Regions from separate parts of the Triticum aestivum genome. Here regions 1 and 2 are each linked to region 3. Evidence: chromatin contacts called from public Hi-C data. All regions are on one chromosome and are shown on one strand. The core of a region is the stretch at or near the end of the contact, and the rest is flanking DNA. Distances in the headings are between cores, read along the strand shown. Region 1 holds the start of LOC123102084 (methyl-CpG-binding domain-containing protein 11). Region 2 holds the start of LOC123102082 (ubiquitin carboxyl-terminal hydrolase 8). Region 3 holds the start of LOC123102083.

Region 1 (3,455 bases), core at 295-2,794, 260 kb after region 3:
AAAGTGAGCAATGATGAGGGGTGATTAGAGACTAAATTATAAAATAATTCAGAAATTTGAAAAATCAGGAAAAATAATTTTTTTGTAAAATTTCCTTTAGTCTCAGTTGATCTTACCGACCGGGACTAAAGGTGAAGCTCAAGACAGCTGCCACGTGGAGGGTCTTTAGTCCCGGTTCGTAATAGAACCAGGACTATAGGGGGAGGGGCCTTTAGTACCGATCCTTTAGTCCTCTGAAACCGAGAGAAATAAGCCTTTTTCTACTAGTGGAATAATTTCCATTGCTACAACGTTCATGGATCCCATGCGTCTATCTCGCTTAGAGGGCTGGGTGGCTGGGTGCCTAGTACGTAGCCGGTGTATTGGTCGTCGGGGCAAAAGGATGCAAGAGAGTATAGAAGGCCCTACGCTGGGTCTAGTCGGACCATCCAACATGGATGGGTACGGTTCAGGGGTTGGCAATAGCGATGGCAGTTAGCAGTGATCTCCGTCTTTGAACTATTTATGCTTTATTATTTGGAGAACCATATGTGGCATGTTTGATATTCATGTTCGAACCATTTCTTAAGTCTACTTTCAATTGATTGTCGGCTTTGTTCTCTTCAAATTTGATTTTGAGCGTTGAATCAAATTGCATAAGTTGTGGTTTTGAAAGTAGTGTCTAGTATGTGTTTCGAAAATAATATTGGTTGCATTATTATACTGATAGTAATTACATGTACTATCCATTTGCATGCTTATTTATGGGAAAATAGAAAAAGAAAATCATATTTACAAAAGAAGTTTACGGGAACTGAGGAAAGTTGATGTAGGACGACTTCGCTTAAATTCTATGGCCATCATGTAAAATCACTTTTACAGGAACTTTTTTTTAGGCAAGCTGTTGGAGTTGCTCTAAGTTCCTCTTGCAGGGTGGACTTTGTATAACTAGGAATAAAATCCAGGTTGCATGCTTGCATATGTTCCTGGCCTTCATTTTACCAGCCGCTGGGCCTTATCCACGCCGATGTTGCCACATGGCAGCAGCTCGCGCGGACACGCATCCCTATGACACGCAGATAGCCCCCGCGCCGGCCCCACGTGTCATCGCCCATCCCCGACGAATATTCGTCGCGCAGCAGGCCACCCCGCCCCGCTCCCGCGACCCCGGACTCCAACTGCGCGCGGTGCAATCCGATTTTTTTTCCAGGCCTCAGTCCCGCCGTTTGCACCACGTCCACTTCGTACACACGGTCCGTGGACCGCACGGGCACAGCGCCATCCCCAGCCGCAGCCAGGGTTTGCGGTCCATGGACGACGTCCACGCCAGTGCACAGCCGTCCCCCCGCGCCTGACGGCCGTCTCCCCGCGACCCAACCGCTTTGTCCTGACCGACGAGCGGCCCCGTACCAGACCGCTTACCTCACTACCCTACATGCTGACTGACAGACGGGCTCGGTCCTGGTGCATCAGTGCTGGTCCCTTTCGTCAGTGACTGCATGGGACGAGGCCGGCGGGTAGGCCGTCGGCGCGCAGGGTTTATCTACCGAACGGCAGAGCACGGGGGCCGATACTTTTACGATATAAAAATCCCCAAATCCCCACACGTCCATCGTTTCCCCCCTCCCCACCCGTCGCCCCCTCCTCGCGTTCCTCGTGCGTGCGCAGAACCCCGAGGCCTCGGCAGCCATGGCCACCGGCGGCGACCACGCGGCGGAGGAGCTCGTGTCCGTCGAGATGCCCGCGCCCGAGGGATGGACCAAGAAGGTACCCACTGCCCGGCTCGGCGTCGCCGCGTCGAGCTGCTTTGCTTTACCCACCGGCTAACACGAGGGTGCTTGTGCTTTGTTCCGTCGCTCCAGTTCGAATTGCGTCGAATTGGGCGGTCTAGAGTCGGAATTCGCGAGTGTCGGGGCCCCGGGCCGCGGGGACGCGGGCGGTGGGGCGCGAATTCGAGCTGGAATCGTCGGTTCCGGGGTCTAGGGTTCTAGCAGATTTAGGGGTCAGATTCTAGGGTTTGGGCGCCTCGGGGTTGGTGAGGCACCACTGCCGCGATTGGACTAGTGCTATGGCTGGCTGGCCAGCGCTCGTGGTGGTATCTCGGTCTTACCGGAGTCTCTCCGGAGCTAGATTGGAGCTGCGCGTCTGTGTGGATGCGCCTGCTGTGAGCTCACCGAAATGGTTGGTGAACAGTGCCGTCCCCTTTCGGGTCTGTTGGTGTTGGGCGTTTAGCGTCCCTGGGGCCTATTGGGCTTGCGCCATGGCCCACGGCTTGGTGGTGGGGGCCGATTCCCAAATCTCGATTCTGTTGGTAACATGTGGTTAAGGGGTAGGGGCTTGGTTTGGCCCTGTGTCCTGGCCTGGCTAGGAAACGGGGAATTGGATTCAGTTGGTCGACTTTGCCTGGGCATGGAACTGGGCTGCACTTTGTGGGATGAGAGTAGCCGCCTGGCTTCAAGTGTCCCCATTTTAATTCCATGTCCATCTGTTTGTACGTTTTAGTTGGATTCAGTTGATTGAGTTTACATGAAGAATTGTGTTGCATTTGCAGTTTTGTACTGCTTCATTTAGTTGGATTCAGTGTCCCCATTTTAACTCGGTAGTTGATTCGATGTGATTTTAGTGAACTTTGTTAGACTGTGTTTTTTATTTTGCTGTATCTAGACATGGCATTTTGTCAGGACAAATTGCTTGAACTGAGTCAGTGCACGCTTTTGCAAGCATGATGTTGGCTCAACAGGCCTCCTGTGGTATGCCATGCCAGTTGGAGTTTCTCCTGTTGGCTGGGAATGCAATGACCAAGTGTTTTGAGTGCTTAGTCCATTGGCTTTTTCATGGCCTTTGTGATTTTCTATGGTTGCACCAGCAAATCTCAACAAGGTACATGTCTTTGTTCATTAGCGGATGTCTTTATGGCGGTTAGATTCCCCAAGCTTCTGGACTGAGCAACTTCTAGCTCATTGGCAGATGTGTTTATGGCGGTTAGACTCCCTAGCCTTTCTACTGGATCACGCTAGCACCCAGGATCTATTAAATAGCTTAGGCGGTGATTTGGTTGTTTCTGTAGCATGTTTTGTTTCTATTATGATAGATAATAACGACAATTGGTATATTTATCCACCGGATAATATGACAATTGGTATAATTTTCTGCCCGGATAATAAGGACATATGTTAAGGTTTTGTGTGGTTCAATGAAAAAAGTTGGTTGTGACTTCAGAATCTTCATAACTCTTTATGTTATCATAATTAATTTGTCTAATAGGGTAAGGAGTTACTTTTTTGATTATAGGTTTGCTTGTACCTACCTTTTCATAATATGATTGGACCGTGTCGTGGATAAGGCATAATCTCTTTGTAGCATAAGGATTGGCCACGTGGTATGGCTTGCAGTCGTTGGATATATCTTATATTGCCAAATTTGTGTTGAAAGGTGATTTTTTTGTTCTAGACTTCTAGCTCTGAAAGAGCCTAGAT
Region 2 (3,819 bases), core at 273-2,772, 430 kb before region 3:
TAAATATCCACTTGTTGCCATCGGCTATGGTAGACAAACGAGAGATGAAACGACAAACCATATAGTAGACTAGACCATCATATTCTTTCTTTCTCCTACAAAACTATTCTAGACATGCTGGAGACAGAGCATCAACAGTAGTAGCCTCCGCGGAGCCAGTATGAAAAAAAAAATTCAATTATAACCTTCATGGAAAATTGACGCCAAAGAACTCTCGGGCTTGGTTGCACATTGCTTTAATAAGAAGGAATACTATGTACAAAGTAATACGTATATAATTAGTAATAATCCATCACTGACCGTTAGTAAGCGTGTCACTAATAAACCTTTCATGTAACGCAAATAAGTCCAACTGCACACTTTATAGCATGCTTATACAAAGTTAATATTCCGTACAGATATAAGGAGGATAACAAACTAGTGTGTGCACAAGACGACACAACAATATCAACGAAATAATCCATCCGCCTAGGCGCATTCATTCTACCAGCAGGCAGCTCAGTGGCGCGCATGCAAGCGAGCAACGGACAGTTACCCTATATAGCCCACCTGAGACTACCGGTGCTATTTTAGAAACATAGGGCACAAGGCTTGGTTCTCTAACTCCCTTTAGCCCCAACGGCAAGGGTGATTCCAATCTAGAATCTAGAACATACCTATTGACCAAACCACATGTATTAATCGACAGGGCAATGCATATGATACCTAAAGCTTCACTGGGCGCCAACCATCAGATTTGGTCCAATACTAATACCATGCATCATCGCGTACGTAATAACCCGCGCACGCACGGCATAGAATCTAGGCATTACAAATGCATCTATCTATTCATCCAATCCATGATCCGTTCCCGTCCCAACGAGCAAGTAGAGGCAGAGGCTTTTGTGCTCACCAGGTGCGTGCCTTCCCGAAGAGGTCGGCCGCGACGAGCGCGTAGCTCCTGGCCCCGGCCTTGGCGGAGGCTTCGGGCTGGAGGAGGTCGTCGGCGCGGCGGAGGGTGAAGGCGGCGTTGTCGCTCATGAGCAGGCTGAGCACCCCGCGGAACCCGTAGGAGGGGGCTCCCGACGGCGCCGCCGCGTAGGGAATCCCGTGCGCGTCGATCTCGGCGCCCTCCTGCGCCTCCCTCCACCACCTGCATTGCTCGGGCAGCGATGCCGTCAGAGATGCCATCCGCAGACCCGCCGGCATCGGATCGGAGGGCTAGGGTTAGGGTTTGCTGGAGCGCTTACCGGTGCTGGACGAGGAAGACGCGGTCGTCGTCATCGGCGGGCGCGGCGGAGGCGGGGCCGGGGCCGGAGGTGGACGCGGCGTCGCTGGCGGCGAGCGGGGAGGAGGGCATTGGGGTGGGATCCGAGGGAATTCGGCGGCGAGCGGGCGAGCGGCGGATTTGGAGACGCGGCGGGGAGGAGATCGATTTGGATTTGGATTTGGATTGAATCGAAGCGGAAGGCGAGGAGGGGGTGGAGAAGACGATGCCCTGAAGGAGAAGGCTGCTATTTACGCGGAGGACGATGAGTCACTTGACCAGAGATCGAATCGGACCGCGCCGCGGCCACAGCGAGTAGTAGCGCTTTCTAGAGCCGGGCCCACCCGTCAGCCTCGCCTGCTGTCTCTCTTACCGGTTTTTCTTTTTTTTTTCTTGCAAAAGTCTTTCTTACAAATTTTGCTATGTACTCCATATATCTTGGTAATTTTCTCCGAAAAGGAATATGGTTGTCTAGGGCCGGGGAGGGGACGGCAGAGGAGGAAGAGCATTGTCCGGCAGTAATGGCACTCGACATAGCTTAGATGTCGTATCGACGAGCTGCCCACCTCTTCGCAAGGAAAATCGATACGTATCTTGCAGGCTAGATTCTTGCTTCTCCACGTGATGTAGTGTGTCGTTTTGCTTTTATTATCTTATAGTACATTAGCTGCGCTCGAGGGACTTTCATGTCTCGACAAAAAAGGAGCAACCTTCATTAATGCCTTCTCGACGAAAACCCACAGTTTTTGCGTGTCATCTGCGGTGTCTCTGTGCCTGGTACACAAAGAATATGTCACTGTCGCACGACACCCACACCACCACGGGCTGTCGTGGCGTAGCATGCTTCCACGAGACGTCGGTGCATGCTCATCCACTCGCCACACCATACGTCATGACACATGCTGAGTCGAACGTTAGCAGTGGCGGGCGGGCACGCCTAAAATGGAAATGAGCGCTAGGGTCATGAATTTAGAAACACGGAACCGTGGAAGAGCTAAACTACCGAATTTTAGCTCCATATTTTCCATGTGTCAACAAAATGAGCGGTGTTTATATGGAATCAACCTATGAGAAGATTAGGCACGTCTACCTTTTTATCATTGTGAAACATAGAAGTTGGACACGATTTTTGGGCAAAAGTCTTTCTTGCCATTTCTTGTGGGGTGGGGGGGGAGGGGGGCAAGAGTCTTTCTTACCAAATTTGCTATGTATATCTCAGAAATTTTTTCTCCAAAAAGGAATATGCTTGCCAAGGGCTGAGGTGGCCAGGGCAGAGGAGGAAGAGCACCCCCTGGCAGCAATGGCACTCGACACGCTTAGATGTCGTCTCGATGAGCCGGACACCTTTTTGCTTCTCCAAGCGGTGTAGTGCGTCGTTTTGCTTTTACTATCTTATAGTATGTTAGCTGCGCTTAGGGACTTTCATGTCTCGATAAAAAAGAGCAACCTTTATTGGTGCTTTCTCGACCAAAAAAAACAACTTTTGCGTGCCATCCGTGGTGTACCCTGTGCCTGGCACGCAAAAACGGTGTCACTGTCGCACGACCACCCGCGCCACCGCGGGCTGTCGCGGTGTAGCATACAACCACGAGATGTTGGCGCGTGCCTACCCACCCGTCGCAACCATCAGTTGTGACACATGGACGATTCAAACTGCGGCGGTGGTGATGACATCTGAAATGGGAATGAGCGTTGGGGCTGATGAGAACTTATAATCATGGAACCGCAGAAGATCTAGATTACCAACCTTTAGCTCCATATTTTTCATGTGCCCAAAAGAATGGGTAGTGTGTACGTGGAAGCAACCCATGAGAAAATTAGGCGTGGCTATTTTTTCTTCCCCTGTGTGGAACTAAAGGAGTTGGACACGATCAGGGATGAGTCAACTATTTTCTCCTTGTGAAATTCGAGTCAAGTAACGAACGTGTTCACTGAGCACACGCTCAGGCGTAGCGGTGCATCGGCCGTGAGATCTCAGGTGCACTTCCGGGCTGGACAGGGCGATAGCAACGAGGTTTTGTGCGCTGGGATCATACCGGATGCCATTTCCAGTCCATGTGCAGTGCAGCGGGCGCACGGCATCCGCGGGGGATATTCCTCCCAGCTTCGGGATCACTGCTACGCTGCGCCCGCAGAGCCGAATCTATCTACCAACGCGAGGAAGAGGACAGCAGCGGGGGTTGGCTTGCGGGCCGGGGATGCCGCCGTGGCGTGGCGTGATTGGGCGGGTGATGCCGCCAGTGCGGAAGACGTGGCGTCGCGTACACGAACTGTCGAACATCGGTCAATCCCGTGCGTTGCGTGTGCGAGTTTTTATCTGCGCGCGGAGAAGGTGGATGCGCCACGTGGCGACAACTGGTTGGGCGAGAGGTGTCACTCTTCACGCGATCGGGGGAAGGCGAGAGGAGGCGTGCGTAGCGTACGCGTACGCGTACGCGGGGTCTCGTGCGCGAGTGTGTCTGTACGTGCGTGCGTATATGCATGCGTCTTCTTCCGGCAGAAATCACATATCTGACCTCAGGCAGAAATCAAATCACAAACTGACCTGGTCACGAAAAAATTTCACTCTGCTG
Region 3 (3,844 bases), core at 1,216-3,715:
GTCGAAACGGCTATCCTCGTAATGTAAAATGGATAATTTCGAAAGAAAACAAGACGTGTAAATGTCTGAGTTCTTTTGTCTGCTTATTATAAAATCAGTGGAGATTAAGAACATGAGTTTTTGTGACATGTATGAAAGGATTAAAAAGCCAAAAAAATTATAACAATAGAGCACCAAATTTTGCCCACCACGTTTCTTTATGAAGAATTGCATGCACATACAAGACATAAAAAAATATGTGTAATATGTTCTGGATTTTTTTATCATTTTATATTTTTATACATCTATTTTTACACATAAAAAAATATGTGTAATATTGTCTATATGTGTAATAGAGCACCTAATTTCACCTCTCTTAACCTATCTGTGGCTATAGGTAGTATTGTGCCATGCCATGTAGGAAAAACAATCATTTTTATAACATTAATATGCACTATACTTTCTACCATATATATCTTACTGTAAATAGTTTCATCCTTGTGAACCAAGCAACTTGATGTGTGTTTACCCGTGAAGAAGTGCAAAGCTTATGTGTGTGGAAATTCAAACGCGTGCTTCCCTGTCGAAATGGTTATCCTCATAATGTAAGATGGATAGGATTTCGAAAGAAACTAGACATAAAAAAAGTATATGTGTAATATGTTTTGGATTTTTTATCATTTTATATTTTTATACATATATTGTCTATATGTCCCGACTTCTCCTCTCTTAACCTACCCGTGGCTATAGATAATATCGTGCCATGCCATCTAGTCTAGGAAAAACAGTCATTTTTACAACATTAATACGTACTATTCTTTCTGCTTGACGTTATCACGACATGCAAGACGACATTATATTTGTGGAGCATTGATTATGAACTCCCCCCCCCCCCTAGTAACGCTACGCCGCTGCACAGGGTGAGGCACATGTCACCGACTACCCCTGCATGCCCGTTTGCAATTATGCCGGCGTACTATCTGTTTTGCCCCTCCTAACCTATCTTTGGCTATAGATAGCATTGTTCCATGACATACATGGAAAAAATCATTTCTGCAACATTAATATGCACTATTTTTTGCTTGTTGTTAGAAATAACCACGACACGGGAGATCACACCATGGCATGATCTTATACAACAAGGTTCGGCCGAATTCTACATTTGCGGAGCATTGATCGCGAGCTCTCCTCCCCATCGTACCACTATGCCGCCGCCGCACGGGGGTGGGCCATATGCCACCTATCTTAACAAGTGTGGCGGTGTTACGTGGCGTAGGATACAAACCGGTTCGACACCGACACTACCGACACCTTATCCACGGTAATTACAGCTCCGGGGCCAAACACAACCTCACGTGTACAACGTTCATTTACGATAGCTTTCCGACATGTCACATTTATGATGCCCCATCTGTCCCGAGATATAAGGCATTTTACTGTCTCCAAAAGCCAAACTTGATCAAATTTAGAGGAGTTTTATAGGGGAAAATAATATCAAGATGATCTATAATACTCCCTCTGTAAACTAGTATAGAACGTTTTCGGTCAGAATTTCAGAGGAGTACGTACCAAATAAATACTCCTAGAATATCAACATATATTTTCATGATGGGTCCAATTAATGGAGCTGGCCCAAAAAATAGAGATATTTGACTTTATTAAAAGAAAAACAATACTACACCTTATTACTCCATCCGTCCCAAAATAAATGTCTCAAGCTTAGTAGAGTTGGTACAAATTTAAGACACTTATTTTAAAACGAAATGAATATTATATATATATCAATATTTTAAAAGCGGAGGGTGCAATATTTCGCGAGGAATTATCCATAGCAATTAACCGCGCCCCTAACCGCTTGGAGCTGGCCCAAAGGCACCAAATACGCGAGCAGTAACAAACATGAACGCACCGTCCTCCAACAAACCTATTCCATCGGTCCACGCACATCGCCGCCCTCGCTCCGGCATCCGACGGCCGCCGTCAGCCCAAACACGTCCCGCAACCAAAGATCCAACCGACTAACCCGAATTTTAACACCACGGATAACAATATCCGGGAGGCCGACCGGCGGGCCCCACCGCGCCCTGGAGTAAACTACCATGCACCTTTTCGTCATAAATAAAATATAAATTACGAGAATGGGCCTCCTCCTGCCCCCGCGTGTGTTAGGCTGGTCATAGTGAAGAGTAACTTAGACTAGTAACATACATATGTTACTAGTCTATGTTACTACCTTCATAGTGGGTAGTGTCATAGGTGTGGTAATATAGTTGCCTTCATTTATTACTTTGTAGACTCATTATGCATTGGAAACCGCTATGTGATGGTAACATATTATGTTACTCTATTTGCCTCTCTCCTCATTAACTACTTGCCACATCACCAATTTTGCTTATGTGGCATCTATGTTACTACCTATGTTACTCCCACTATGACCAGCCTTATTATTTTTCTCTTGCTCACTCTCCTCCGTCCGCCCCGTGCATCTCTCTCCTCTCTCCTCTCTCCTCGTATATTCTTCTTCTTCCTCCTCCGCCTCCGCGTCCCAATCTCCAACGAACTCCCCGAATCCCGCCCCGCCCCGACACAAATCCGCTCCCCCCTTGTCAATCCCGCCCCCACCCCCTCGCCGCAATCCGTCCCATCACGCCCGATTCCAGCCTCGCCCGCCCGCCGGCGCAATCCGCTCCCAAGGCGCCGTTCTTGGACGGAGAAGGAGTTCCCTTTCGGTTAGGCGCTGCGGAGGCTCCTGCGCCGGAGTTCTACGCCGGAGGTAGAGTTCTCTGAGGCTCGTTGATGTTGGCGATGCGGTGGCCGTGGCCGCCGGCGGCGAGGAAGTTCAGCGTGCGGCTGGTGGTGCGGCGGGCGGAGGGCCTGCCCCCTGCCCCCGCGACGGACGCCGATGCCGAGGCCAGGATGGCCGTCGAGCTCAAGTGGAAGGGCCCCAAGGCCAGGTGGAAGGGCCTCCGGGTCTGCCGCAACCGCACGCGCCTGGAGGCGCCGGCGCCGGCGGTGGATGCGGAGCCCTCCGCGGCGGCCGTGGCGTGGGACGAGGAGTTCGAGGACGTGGTCACCCTCACCGCGGCCTCGCACCGCAAGCCCGCCGCCGCGTTCCACCCCTGGGACCTCTCCTTCTCCGTCCTCAATCTGAGCACACTCCCCCCTCTTTCTCTTTCCGCGTACTGCTACCTTTTTTCTTTTCGTGTGGAAATTAAAGTAATTTTGATATGTTCTTGACGTAATTGGATCGATGGATATGTTATTTTGACGATTTCTCCACCCGCACTCTGTGCCGATTCTGATTCGATTGGATCATTAGATTAAAAGTTTCGCGTGGGTGTTTGAATCATTCCTGTTTGGATGTATTTTTTTAGAATTTCATCCCCGGTCATGGTGATGGTGAAAGTTTTGACTTTTTTCGTTGAAAAAGTCAGTCTCATTGGTTTTTCGTTGAAAACGATAACGTGTTTATAATTCGTTTGGATCTTGCCTTTTACAACAGCAACAGAACAATCCAAGGCAACAAACCCAAGCTTTTAACAATATATGACAATTCTAGATTTTATTATTAGCTTTAACAGAATAAGACAATTATAAAATTGATTAAAAGTTTTTTTTTCTGAAAAACATGCAAGCAGTGTGGTTGGTGCTGGTTTTTATTTCAGTTTTTCTGACGATAGGATTATTGATCTTAGCCACTTTTCTGCCCTTTTTGGCTATTGTGATGTTCAATGATTAGGATTCTGGTGGTTAGGCCATGTAGTTTGTTATTTGGAATCTACAAATCGGTTTAGCTTTATTGCAAATTTAGAATAGCTTACTGGTGACAATGAGGTGTTTTTTAGCCAGTATATGCTTGTCTTGG

Evidence for each region. Hi-C and Micro-C count contacts between places; a contact is called where the count stands out from the background.
Region 1: a contact with region 3 is called in a Hi-C map of leaf, with 6 times the contacts expected there. The contact joins the promoter of LOC123102084 here to the promoter of LOC123102083 in region 3. A contact is called at or near these places in 2 of 5 Hi-C or Micro-C datasets (both in leaf).
Region 2: a contact with region 3 is called in a Hi-C map of leaf, with 6 times the contacts expected there. The contact joins the promoter of LOC123102082 here to the promoter of LOC123102083 in region 3. A contact is called at or near these places in 2 of 5 Hi-C or Micro-C datasets (both in leaf).

What each region holds. Positions count from the first base shown.
Region 1 is chr5A:24,887,692-24,891,146 of IWGSC CS RefSeq v2.1, forward strand. It overlaps LOC123102084 (methyl-CpG-binding domain-containing protein 11), which reads left to right and starts at 1,545. Exons shown (of 3, transcript XM_044523368.1): 1 at 1,545-1,746. The coding sequence starts at 1,669.
Region 2 is chr5A:24,196,174-24,199,992 of IWGSC CS RefSeq v2.1, forward strand. LOC123102082 (ubiquitin carboxyl-terminal hydrolase 8) reads right to left here and starts at 1,523. Exons shown (of 13, transcript XM_044523366.1): 1 at 1,230-1,523; 2 at 893-1,132. The coding sequence starts at 1,339.
Region 3 is chr5A:24,628,231-24,632,074 of IWGSC CS RefSeq v2.1, forward strand. It overlaps LOC123102083, which reads left to right and starts at 2,466. Exons shown (of 4, transcript XM_044523367.1): 1 at 2,466-3,126. The coding sequence starts at 2,776.